3 separate regions of the Mus musculus genome follow, and all the other regions are linked to region 3. A link is a contact called in public promoter capture Hi-C data. All regions are on one chromosome and are shown on one strand. Each heading gives the region's core, a stretch centred on a gene start, on an enhancer-like site or on the middle of the called end of the contact. The rest is flanking DNA. Distances are from core to core; before and after follow the strand shown. Region 1 holds the start of Fkbp1a (FK506 binding protein 1a). Region 2 holds the start of Abhd12 (abhydrolase domain containing 12). Region 3 holds the start of Xrn2 (5'-3' exoribonuclease 2).

Region 1 (4,130 bases), core at 1,079-3,578, 4.5 Mb after region 3:
TTAGCTGTAAGTAGCAGAAAGTCCAATTCAAACTAGCAAAAGGAGAGCTTTCTCAGAATGAAATGAAGGATCATCTAGATTTAGATACTGTGAAATATAGTTGAAACTCTTTTATATTTATTGTGTGAGTACATATGTACGTGCAAATTTGTGTGTATGCCTATGTGTGGAGGTTGTGTTAATCCAAAAGATGGGAGGAGAATTAAAGCAGGCTTTTTTGTTTGTTTATAAAGGCTGCCTCTCCCCAAGGCAGAGTTTGAGATTGGATGTGAGGAAAAATAAGGCTTTCATAGCTCAGGGGTAGGGAATTTCCAGATGGGGGATTTGATGGGCAAAATATGTGGAGTTATAGGACCAGAGCAAACAAGTCAGCCCTCATGATCTCTTGAAACAAAGACATGGTTGCAAGATGGGAGTAACAAGGTAGTCATAGTCATAACAAGGTGGTCATATAATCTTTTGAAACAAGATGGTTATAAACAATTCTTTGAAACAAAGACATGACTGCCATTCCTGGAACAGGCAGTACTGAACTATTTGTAGTTAAGATTACAGGTGAGTCATAGCCCAATCCTTGAAAAACAGAAGTTTAATCATAAATAGGAATGGACCTCCTTTGTCTTTATGATAAGATGGCTTTTAAGCCTAAGATGGTTGCAGGCTGGATCTTCATTCCCTGCTTGTCTTCTGTGTCCCTGTGAAATCTTTGGTAAGGTCTTAGCATTCTTTATCTGGGTGAAAACAAAATTTGGAGCATATCAAATGATGAAATCATAAATTATACCTGTTTGGTTAGCATAGATAAAACCAATATTTTAAGGCCACATAATCTTGGTATGCCAATAAGTTCTTTAAGTACTTATTTTGTCTCCTTTGCCAGGGAGTTAGTTCCATTAGACCTAATATTCCGACCCTTTGTTGAGAACAAGAGATGTATTCTCCTCTAAACCTACTTCCTGCAAAAATTAGGATGCCACTGTTAGAGCCCAGTAAGGCTGGGGTATTACCCAAAGGCCAGGGTGGGCTAGGGTAGTGAGGTATTCATCCGAAGCTGGTTTGCTGACCCAGATGAAGAGACAGGAAGTATCACATCGACTAGACTGATTTATATCAACTTTCAGCAAGTCCAGGACTTTTTGGTTTTGTTTGTGGAGCTGTTGTGGTGTAGATCGCCTCTGGAGCAGTTTATAGTCCCTAGATTGGGATCTGACAGAACCAGAAACCAGATGTCACCAAAAAAAAAAACATTAAAAGTTTCTATGACTTACCAGAGGATGCCTCCATAAAATAAATACATATGTTTTTAAGGTGTTGGTGGGTTGGTTTTTGATCCTGCTGTCCAACAAACTGGAGGTGTGTGCTTTCTCCAAGGTGTGCACCCCTAAGGTACAATTCCTCAGTCCCAGAGGGCCAGAGGGCAGGATCCAGCTTCTGAATTTCTGAATTCAGCCTAAGATGGAGGCAGATTGGTTCAGCTGGACACGTGGTCTTTGGGAACGTGGTCTCTATGGTCTCTGTCTACCTCTTTTAATACAAGGTTTCTCACTGGCCTGGAGCTCACTGAATAGGCTAGACTGACTGTGTTCCTATCCTCAGCACTGGGGTTACAGGTCTGCACCAGCAACCCTGGCAGTTTTATTTTATGTGAATGAGTGTTCTGTCTATGTATCCATCTGTACACCGAGTATATGATTCCCTGGAACTGGAGGTAACAGATAGTTGTGAACTGCCGTGTGGGTGTGGGAATTGAACTCAGGAAGAGCAGCCAGTGCTTTTAACACCCGAGCCATCTTTCCAGCCCATTAAGTTTTTATTCTTTAAAGTACTGAAGGTATTCAAGCAAAACTCACAAGAGCCCCATACATACATATATGACTTTTTTCTTTTTGTTTGTTTGAGACAGGGGTTATCTTCCCTTGCTGCTCTGGAACTCGCTCTGTAGACTACACCAGGGCTGGGATTAAAGTCGTGCGCCACCACTCCCCTCTCTATTTCCATATATTTAATATATACGTATTCGTGGAAGAGTGGGCTTTCACGCAGGCTAGTGTTAATACTGACTCTTCCAAGAAGGAGCTCGGAACCTAGGGCCACTTACAGACGTTTCCTTGGTTCCACAGGTACAAGGCCTACTCACAGCTATCGTCCTTACAGGGCAATTAGTTAGGTGTGCGCAAGTAAAGCATCTCTGAGTGAGCTCGTCAGTAGCTGGTGGGCCCGTTATTACTGCGGCGTCTCCGAGGCGGAGAAACGCAGAGGAAAACCGGGAGTAGCCAACAGGACGCGCCTTCCGCCGCAGCTGCATCCGGGGGTCTGTGGCCTCCGGACTTCCGGTCCCTCCGCCTAGCTGCCCCGCTTCAGGGATGTGAGCGCCTCGCGCAAATAGGGCGGGGCGTGCCGTGCGGTGCGGTGCGCGTGCGCAGGAGCCACGAGAGGGACGAAGCCGAACCTCTGAACCGCCGCCAGGTCCGCTCCGGCTCCACGCCGCCCGTCGCGCCGCCACCCGCGTCCTTTTCCTCCTCCTCCGCCAACGCCGCCGCCGCCGCCGCCGCCATGGGAGTGCAGGTGGAGACCATCTCTCCTGGAGACGGTGAGTAGACACCCGCCGCCCGTTTCCCGGCCGCCGCTCGCAGCCACTCACCTGCAGTCTTGTCTCTCCTCAGGGCGCACCTTCCCAAAGCGCGGCCAGACCTGCGTGGTGCACTACACGGGTGAGTCGGACCGGCCGGGTGGGGCCGGGCGGGAGGGGCGGCGGCTGGGGAGTCGGGGCGTGGTGGCCGCGTGGCCGGCGGCCGAGGCCTGGGCGGTGGCCATGCCCCGAGGGACAGGCTGGGCCCGCCGCGCCGAACGGGACATGGGGTTGGCGCAGTCTCGTCCGCCCTGAACGGTGTGCGGCCCCGGATGCCGCAGGGAGCCTACTGTCCAACCGTAGAAACTGAGGCTGGGGCGAACTCATCGCCTGGCGGAGGTCACACGCTCCCGGCCAGGGACCCTTCGGGAAGATTTGAACCGTTTCTGAACCCCGATGGCTTGATGCCTTCTTCGTGCGTCGGGATTCTTCCTTCAGTAGATAGAAGGGGAGAAAATTCCTAGTCTGCCCAGCCACCCTTTCCCAGGGAAACCCTTGAATTCACCTTTCTGGGGCGGGTGGGAAACGACCCACTTGCGAAGTCATTATTGTGGCTTCACGTGCCCTCTCAGAAATAGATAATGCAATGTCTATTTCTCTTTGACCCACTTGCAAATCTCAGCCTCCATGGCAGTGATTTCCAGACCAAAGGATGTATACCATAACATTTTCCTTTCCCCTTTCTGGGAGTAGAGACTTTCTCACCCCCATTTTTAAAGATAAAGGAAACTGGGGGGTCGTGAATGCAGTGCACAGTAACTAAGTCAAAGGAGATTTTAAAGACGCGCATACTCAGCCAGAATTGAAGCATCAAGACTGCTGGCCCTGGGACCATTTTTTACTCCATGCCCTTACAAGGTCTTCCTGGGTTGGGGAGGGGGAGGGGGAGCTGACTGTGCCTTCATAGCTAGGCAGAGTGGTGTAGCCACAGCTGATATGAATCGGCTTCCCTCCCCCTCCTTCCCTTTCCCACCCTTTCCTTTGTCCCCCTCCCCATCCTTCCTCTGTTTCGTCTGCTTCTCCCTGCTCCCCTCCACTGTCACCACCCCCACCTTTTTTTTTTTTTCCTGCCTGATCTGGCCAAGCTGTTCTGGCTCAAGTTGCCTTTCTCTCCCTAATCAGGGGAGGATCCCGATCTTGAGGGAAATGACTTACAGGGAAGGGAAGACAAGACAGCCCGCTCACATCCTCCTCTCTGTGCCCCCTTACTTCTATGACTTCTTGAGTAGAGAAGCGGGCAGGAGATGGCAGAAGTTAAGGACTAGGACCTTTAAAAAGCTGCCAATGGAAGGAATATTGAAATACATCTTGGCAAGAACAGACTCTTCTCATGGACCAAATCGCAGTAGCTGTTGTGGTAAGACCAATCAGCACCTTAGTTTGGGAGGGCTAATAGAGGAACAGTCATCCGTTTAGTCACCTCTGAAAGCAAGTTGAAAAAGGATGCTGTTGCTTTTTAAAAAACAAACATGTGTTTAAGGCAGTTTTAATAGAGTTCCTC
Region 2 (4,122 bases), core at 1,297-3,796, 3.9 Mb after region 3:
TTGCATGTCGCTACAAGTATCCAAAAAGAAGAGTTAAAAGAAATAAGCAAGGTCCAAATGTCTTAGGAGCAGGCAACCTACACTGACAGAGGTCACGATCAGTACTAATTCTTCAGTGCGGACTTTGGCTTTACCTGCTAGTTATCAACACACCCTCCGGCCAGCAACTCCACTTCTAGGAATTTATTCCGTAGATACTCACTTACTCAACGGGCTTTTTAAATTTTATTTGTTTGCTTGTTTGTTTGTTTGCTATCTCTTGGCATGCCCTGGGAATGCAGAGGTGGAGAGAGCAACCTACTCTCATTGCATTTCCATTCTTGTTGGGGAGGAGACAGGTAAAACAACTCAACAAGTATTCATGCGTTACAAAGTCAGGTAAGTAAGACGGTAAACAGGGCTGCGCTGGGCTGGCCTGAGTGAAGCGCCAGAAAGCCTGGCCAAGGCAACAGGGGAAAACAACTATGGAGTAATGGTCCGGTCCGATCTGGCCTTCCTTCATTATGCTTTATTCCCCCAAAGCCTCTGTTCATTCAGAGGATGTGGGCACCATCTGAATGATTCTCTTTGTACTACAATATCAATCAGGTCCTTTTAATGCAAGGAAGGTGTCAGAGCAGTATTCCTGCTGGCCTCCCAAACATGGCTGTACATAGCAATTTGATTTTTTTTCAACGAAAGAATTTCTAAGTTATCTAAGCTATATGCAAAGCATATGAATAAAAGTGCAATCGAATTATCAAGGGATTTTAAAGAAGGTAAACTTTTCTTAAGACAAAGTAAAGAGTACATAAGTCTTTCAAAAGATTGATCACCTGCTAGTTCATTTTTAATTACATGCTATCCATTTATTTTGTGTGCATGTATGTGAGGTGGTCTGCATGGAGGTCAAAAGCCAACTTATGGGAGACAGTTCTCTCCTTTCACCATTAAGTCACAAGAAGGATAGATCTCAGGTCATTAGGCCTGATGGCAGGAGCCTTCCCCAGATCAGCAATCTCACCCACGCTCTGGTAGTAAATTTTACCTACAAACAGCCAGTTCTGGTCTTTCTGCAAGATGGAGAATCACTGACTTAAAGATCTCGGTAGTTGAAGTTCATGATCTTTTAAGCACAGAGCTTCAAGCTCTGATTTTCTTTCTTGGGTAAATGTTTAACATATACAACAAACGATCAATTGATGCAAAAAGAAATGACTGCTACAACTCCTGACTTAGGAACATTGCAAACTAATATTTCTGGTCATACACTATCAAGGCTTCAAAACTGCCAACAGAGATAATAGTCTACAAACTATCAAATTAAGAAACCAGATAGAGGGAAAGAAACCTATTCCTATATAAAACAGGCTACTCAATTTTGAGATCAGCTTTACATAACTGCCTCTTCTCCATCCTAAAAGAAGGATGCAAGTCTAACTCACCGACCAATCCCAGAAGATTCCAGGACCTTACAGAGTAATTTTCAATGACCAATTCCTGTGCAGATTTCAAGTGCTTTGTAACTAACTACCTGCATAGACAACCACCAGTTCTCTCCAACAGCTGAGAATGGATGCATCCATCCATCCTTTCCTTTGGATTCTGAAAACGGCTTAACCCTTGAAAGGGGGTCGGTGAATGCAGCTCTGACCTGCGATTAGCTAGCGAAGGGAAGGACCAGACAGGAGAGTTGCTACTGAGCTCCATATACGGTCAAGGCAAAGCAGGTGAACTGGCTAAGAGCACTTGCAGGGTCTTTGGTCTTGCCGTTCACCCTGCGTGGTCCTCTTCTTAAGGGCAGCCTTTCAAACTCCTCGGGAGACTCTTTCCAGAGCCAGTCAGGAATACTGGGCCCCTGATTACTATGGACTCAACCACTAAGTATCTCTGCAGGCTAACCTGATAAGGATGCCAGCCAGGGTGCTGGGTGGGTTAGTGAGCAGCTCGTGGAGGGGGTGGGAGGGTGAGATGGGGGTTGAAGGAGAGCTCCAGAGGCAGATGTTTGGAGGAAAGAATGGGGTTGGACGGTCCCTGCGGGCCAGACGAGGGGAGGTAGTCTTTAGAAGGGTCGAAGAGGACGCCGGGAGGATGGAACCGTGTGATGCTCCCGCAGCAGATCTCTGAAGGTGGGAGCCTGGGACTACCTGCCCTCCAGGTGAGGGGCCCGCGCGTGTCTGCACCGCATCTCACCTGCCCAGCGCCCGCTTCATGCCCGCGTCGGATGCGCTGTGCGGCTCTGCCGTCCCCTTGCCCGCCAGACGCAGGTTCTGCTTCAAGCTGCAGTCGGCGTCCAGCGCCGCGGCGGCCGAGCCGGAGGAGGACGAGCCTGAGGCGGCGCAGCGCTCATGCTCCAAGGTGACGGGCTCGGTCCGCTTCCTCATCCCGCGGCCCTGTCGGCAGCAGCTCTCGGCGCCCTGGTTTCGCCCGCCCGCCTGCGCCGACCTCGCTGCAGTCGCCGCCGCTCACAGCCGTCACCACCCGGAGCCGGGAGCCCACTGCGGGTCACATCCCAGCCCCAGGCCGCGGCGCCCGCTATGGACCAGCGCCGGAGGCCGGTCGGCCACCGCGGCCAATCAGCGCACGAGTCCAGGAAGCCCCGCCCCAGACACGCCCCCGGCAGCTCCGCTTCACAAGCAGCGCGCCCAGCATCCCCAGCGCCAGCCACAGCCATCTTGGAGAAGGGCGGAATAAGCTGAAACTGCGGGTCATTTTCAGGGCAGGGCTAGTCTGAAGGGTCTTAGTGCGTTTACGAAACGGATTAGGGCCAGTTTGGATTCTCCTGCTGGGTTGCTTTAGGTGCAACTCAGGTGCCCTCTGCCTACGAACTGAGGCAGGCCCTATCTAAGATCTAAGTGGTCCGAATGGGGAGGGTGCTAGGGAGTCCTTGAGGGCACTAGCTCCGTTTGCTGGGCAAAATAGGCTCTCTCTACTCCCTCTTTAGGGCATTTGGCGCCCCTAAAAAGCTAGAGCCCCAGATGTTCTCTAGATTTGATATACTCAACAAAAAAGCTTTACAGAGAGAGAGAGACTCCAGTAGCTAATGTATTGTTTAAACAAGTTTATATTTACTTTTTTTTTTTTTTTTTTGTCTTTTCGAGTCAGGGTTTCTCTGTGTAGCCCTGGCTGTCCTGGAACTTACTTTGTAGACCAGGCTGGCCTCGAACTGAGAAATCCGCCTGCCTCTGCCTCCCATATATTCACTTTTTCTTTCGCTGAATGTAAGAAAATGAACTGCCTGCGTATGCTTTGAAGTCTTCTATTAAAGTTTGGATCTTCATAAGAACGATTAGGACTGGTAAGAAGGCAAGGAAATCCGTTTCAAAGAGGAATTTGCACTCTGACATCCAAATTTAATAATTCAATCCACCTGAAAAAAAATGAAAGGACACGTTGTAGCTTTTAATAGTTTTTGTTTTGTTTGATATAGCATGCATTTTACTAATGAGTTACTTTTGTAATTTCAACATGCATGTAATCAGTTTGAAAAATATTGGCAACTGATAAAGATTTAATAGGAACTTAGAAATGTAATGGATTATGTTGTTGCCTTTGTAATGATAGTTACAACTTGCAATTCAAGAATTTCTTTACCATTTTTGCTATATTATAACCTATGTTCATACTGTATGAATATCTACAGTCTTTAAAACATCAACAAAATAGTACTATAGATTTGAATATTCAAAAAGGAAATTAAATGCTTAAAGATAGTTTTGACCTATCAGTCATAAAATCTTTATAGAAAAACAAAAGAACAAATAGCCCTGGTAGGACATGCCTGAAGTTATTACAGAAGCTGACATCAGGAGGGTTGCAGATTGGAGGCCAACCCAGGCAATTTAGCGGCTTCTGTCTCAAAATAACACAAATAAAAAGAGCTGAATATAGCTCAGTGATAGCATTTCCTCAGTATACCTGAGGATTGGGGTTCCATTATACAGAGGAGGGGGGGGGGAGGAGGAAGAAGAGGAGGAGGGGAAGAACTGGAGGGAGGAGACAGAGAGGGTGTAGAGCTAGATTTTGTCAATATGATCCTTATCTCTTGGTCTCCTAATGTTTAAATATGCTTCCACACTGGGTACGCTCCCATTGTATCTCTGGGTCATACCCTTTCTAGATCTAAGGCTCTTTATCAAATGT
Region 3 (4,214 bases), core at 1,340-3,839:
CTGGGGACCAAGCATTCAAATGCCTGAGACTATGGGGGGCATCTCATACAAACCACACCTATCAATCACATTACAAGAAGAGAGATTTTTTAGCCCCAAATCCCCTGGAACCAGACTTAGACCTGTTGTTGGATGATAGGCTTTTTTCTTTCCCTCAGTGATGCAGTTATGGGCCAGATTAGACCACATGCAAAGTAGTTAAAGGCAGGCTTATTAGGAGGCAGCTCTCAGGTGGGTTCACTGGTCTCATAGGTGGAGGTCAGTGAAGTCAAACAGCTAGGCTAGAAGCAGGGGCATTTCTGAGTCTTGGGCTCAGGGTGTGAACTAGGAGCTGGGATTGTGTCTACATATGGTCAAAAACTGAGTCTCTGGGCAGGCACTCTTGGGTGCGTTGTGGGAAACATGGAGACAAGGCATGGTGACCTGTTAGCTGGGAGTTCTTTCCAAGTAGGTGGGGGAATTTTTTCTGAGTGGCAGGGGCTAGAGGTGGGGAAGGAGGGCAAATAGGGTTTCCCAGCTTGTGCAGAGGGATGACCAGGGGTTCCAGCCTAACACTGTAGACTAGCATGTTCCTGTATATTTCCTTTGTTTTTTGACCCAGGCTACTCTCCTGCCTCTTCAGCCGTTTTAGTGCTAGGATTACTGGTGTGTGGCCTCTTTGCCAGACTAGGAAGTTTCGGTGCTTATCATTTTATGCAGCTTTGCCTTCTTTTTACATTTCAAAGTTCAAAACCACTTGTGATGGACTCTGGGGGAGGGGCTCAATGTAGCAAGCTGCCTGCTCCTATCCAACTGCCTATGAATTTGTGTTCATATAAGAACATAGCACAGCCGGGCGTGGTGGCGCACGCCTTTAATCCCAGCACTCGGGAGGCAGAGGCAGGCGGATTTCTGGAGTTCGAGGCCAGCCTGGTCTACAAAGTGAGCTCCAGGACAGCCAGGGCTATACAGAGAAACCCTGTCTCGAAAAACCAAAAAAAAAAAAAAAAAAAAAAAGAACATAGCACATCCCAGAGGACACAAACTCTTAAGAAGGGGCTATTTCCAAATAATATTCTTAAACACACACACACAAACACATATACGTGTACACACACATATGTGTATATATACACTATTCTAAAACTAAACATAGGCTAGCTACCTCTCTAAGCATTTAAGTTACCTCTACATTAGCATTTAAATGAAGTCATTAAACCATTGAGGAAGGGGCAACCTTTACTGCCTGACAAGCAGCAGAGAAACACTTTAGAGGTCTCTTAAGGTGAGCCTTTGTGATTGTGATTTGTCAGGCCTAGGGGGGATTCAGGGAAGAGACTTTCAAGCTTGAGCAAATGGGCAGATACCTCCCTCCTCTTTCTAGACTTCTTTCATATGCTGCAGGTGGGATGGGGGATATGACAGGGTACATTTGAAGCCACCAGAAAAGAAGGGATACAAATATCATGTTGGTTGAGAACAGAGGATTAAATGACCCTTGGTTAAAGTGAAATACAAGCAGTATGAATAAGCAAGCAATTTAGCTCTTTGATAACCCGTTATCTGTGTTACAAAAACAAAAAACCAAACCCCCCCCAAAAACGGTAGAGCAAGACCACAGGATGGGTGGAGTTGTTACACTGTGCCTGACTCAGGCAAACAATCACTGCCTCAAGGCCAGGCTGTTACTGCCCACATAGAAACAGGCTTCCTCAAAACAAGCCCCTTTTAGCTTTTTACTTTCCTGCCTGCTGCATGCACGTAATCTAATAAACTGCTTTTTCTGTTTGGAGAATATTTTTTACACTGGAGTCACCCAAATGACACGGCCAGCCAGCACAGAAGGCTCAACTGGTGATTAAATAAGAAAATTCTTTAGTTCCTTGCCTAAGCACATCACAGGTACTCAATAAATGCTAGAACGTGATATTAGCAAATTTTGGCTAGACTCTGCAACTGTTTAAAGTGACCTCGTTGGGCTGAGAGATGGCTCAGCAGTAAAGCGTTCATGCTGTTTTTCCAAAGTAGAGTTTGATTGCTGGCAGCCACAGCAGGCTGAATACTGCTGTTTGTAACTCCAGCTCCAGGGGATTTGAAACCTCTGGCCTCCACAGGTACCAGCACTCGTTCACAAAGCCACATGTACATATACACACATTGCGTAACTAAAAATAAATCTTAAACATATTTTTAAAAAGTTGCTTATGCAAAGCAGATTTTAAAAAAAAATTGCAAAACACTTGAGGATGCTTTTTCATAGTTCGGCCAGGCACAGCAGCATAGAAATGAGAGAAACCAGGAAATGGAAACTAGAGTGTAGATGCTTCTATTCAGCTCAAGACTGATTGTGAGAAAGGAAGTAAGATAGGCCACGCCTTTCCAAAGTCTCGGCCACACAAGGACTTTGCGGCTGCGGGCCTAATGTGGCCGGCGCTCTTGGCTGGATTGCCGGAGAAGGCATCCGCCAGGAGTCGGCTCTCAAAGGCTTTACCAGAGAACGCGGCGAGCCAGGTCTACAGCTCGCCCAGCCGGGCCTCCACTCCGGCAGTCTAAATGAACTTCCACTTAACCGAGCTCCTTTCCCTGCATCCCCCGCGGTGGTGGTATGACGTAACTTCCGGCCGCTGAACGCACGTGGGAGGAAGTGCTGGTGCCCGCGGCTGCCGCTCCTGCTAGTCTCGTTGGTTACACTCTCCCGCTGGCCCGGCTGCTGTTTCGAGCTGCCCGCTGGTCATGGGAGTCCCGGCGTTCTTCCGCTGGCTCAGCCGCAAGTACCCGTCCATCATTGTCAACTGCGTGGAGGAGAAGGTGAGGAGGCGGCCAGTACGCCGGAGTGGGGACCCGGCGTGGCAGGTCTAGGCCGAGGCCCTCGGGGATGGGCGCCCGCCCCAAGCTGCCTCACGGGCCGCTTCGCGGGTTCGCGGTTCCGGAGGCGGTCTGGGCGGAGCGAGGGCGAGTAGGGGGCTTTGGGGGCTTGGGCGGCTCCTCCCCCGCCTGCGAAGCGGGGCACCCCAGGCTCCGCCCACGGCTTTGTTCCCTCCGCGCCGCTCACTGAGCTCCAAAGGGCGCCCAGGCTAGTCAGCCCCCCTAGCGCGGGCAGCAAGGTTGGCAGGGTAGGGACCGCTGGTTGGTCCACTGTCTTGAGCCCGGAGTTCCCGTTGGCTGGATCGCTTGTTTTCCACCCGAGCCTGGCCATTTGTTGCAGTTAAGCGTGCGCGGGCAGCAGCTAGTTACGAAGGACTAGGCTAGGGGAGCGCTCTTTCTCCCTGGCGGGCTTTGCTGTACGAATGCCGGGCAGCTCGCTGTGTTTCACTTCCTGCCTCCGTTAGTTTGCTAGTTTACAGGCAGACTTTTAAGTCGTTCCGATTCGTGAGTGTTGCTTTTGTCGTTCGCGTAATTCTGTCGAGTTCGACTTTGTACTCTAAGTTAGAATTTCTGGATTGGAAAAGTTCCGGGCACATGTGTCCCCTCCCACTTTCGGCTTTAGAACCGCCTCTCTCCAAGAACCTATTTCTCCCGCTGAAGTTATTTACTTTCTCACTTCCTGTCTTAGAAGAAACCAAAAGCTTTGTTTTGGTGACAATCCTAGTATATTTTTGTGTTCTCCAAAGACAAATTGCTAAGCTGAACCATTATTTCTTTATAAACATTGTGTTCTCCTGGGGGGGGGGGGTCTTCCAAAGGGAGAGCCACTTTTTCGTAACAGACACTTTGAACTGTTTTGGTTGTGTCTCTTAATATGGTTAAGTTTGATTTATCGGTTTTAGGTCTATCTAATTTTGGGTAGAAGAGGAATTAGCTATTTATTCACCACCACCCCAGTTTTTCTAATGCTAATCCATAAATCTGACGGTAAAATTTGTAATTTAACGGAGAACTCGTTTAAACGTATATCGGGCCAAGGCGTGGCACATACTTTTACTCCCAGCACTTGGGAGAGAGGTAGGCTTGAGTTTTGGAGGTCAGCCAGATATACACAGAGTTCAAAGCAAACCAAGGCTTACGTAATGAGACCCTCTTGCAAAACAAACAAAAATTCTATCGCCTATACAAAGTATCATTTCTATTTCTAAGATTGATGTTATTTCCCCGCACCCCCCCCCCCAGCTGTTTAACTTTTTGGTTCCCCTGTACATTTTAGTTCTCATTCAAGATTGTCAAACCTTTGACCATACAAGCTTCGATAGAAGCAGTGTTGTTGGCTGTTTTTAATTGTGATTGTAGTTTAGGCTGTT

The links. Promoter capture Hi-C pulls out the DNA fragments that hold promoters and counts their contacts.
Region 1: a contact with region 3 is called in a promoter capture Hi-C map of pre-B cells. The contact joins the promoter of Fkbp1a here to the promoter of Xrn2 in region 3. A contact is called at or near these places in 2 of 39 promoter capture datasets (cranial neural crest and pre-B cells).
Region 2: a promoter capture Hi-C map of pre-B cells shows a contact between it and region 3. The contact joins the promoter of Abhd12 here to the promoter of Xrn2 in region 3. A contact is called at or near these places in 2 of 39 promoter capture datasets (liver and pre-B cells).

Annotation. Positions count from the first base shown.
Region 1 is chr2:151,540,155-151,544,284 of GRCm38.p6, forward strand. Fkbp1a (FK506 binding protein 1a) reads left to right here and starts at 2,329. Exons shown (of 5, transcript NM_008019.3): 1 at 2,329-2,590; 2 at 2,664-2,711. The coding sequence starts at 2,554. Gm14167 (predicted gene 14167) reads right to left here and starts at 2,317. Exons shown (of 3, transcript NR_166213.1): 1 at 2,099-2,317; 2 at 1,269-1,450; 3 at 572-731.
Region 2 is chr2:150,902,185-150,906,306 of GRCm38.p6, forward strand. It overlaps Abhd12 (abhydrolase domain containing 12), which reads right to left and starts at 2,547. Exons shown (of 13, transcript NM_024465.3): 1 at 2,173-2,547. The coding sequence starts at 2,363.
Region 3 is chr2:147,010,410-147,014,623 of GRCm38.p6, forward strand. Xrn2 (5'-3' exoribonuclease 2) reads left to right here and starts at 2,590. Exons shown (of 30, transcript NM_011917.3): 1 at 2,590-2,787. The coding sequence starts at 2,713.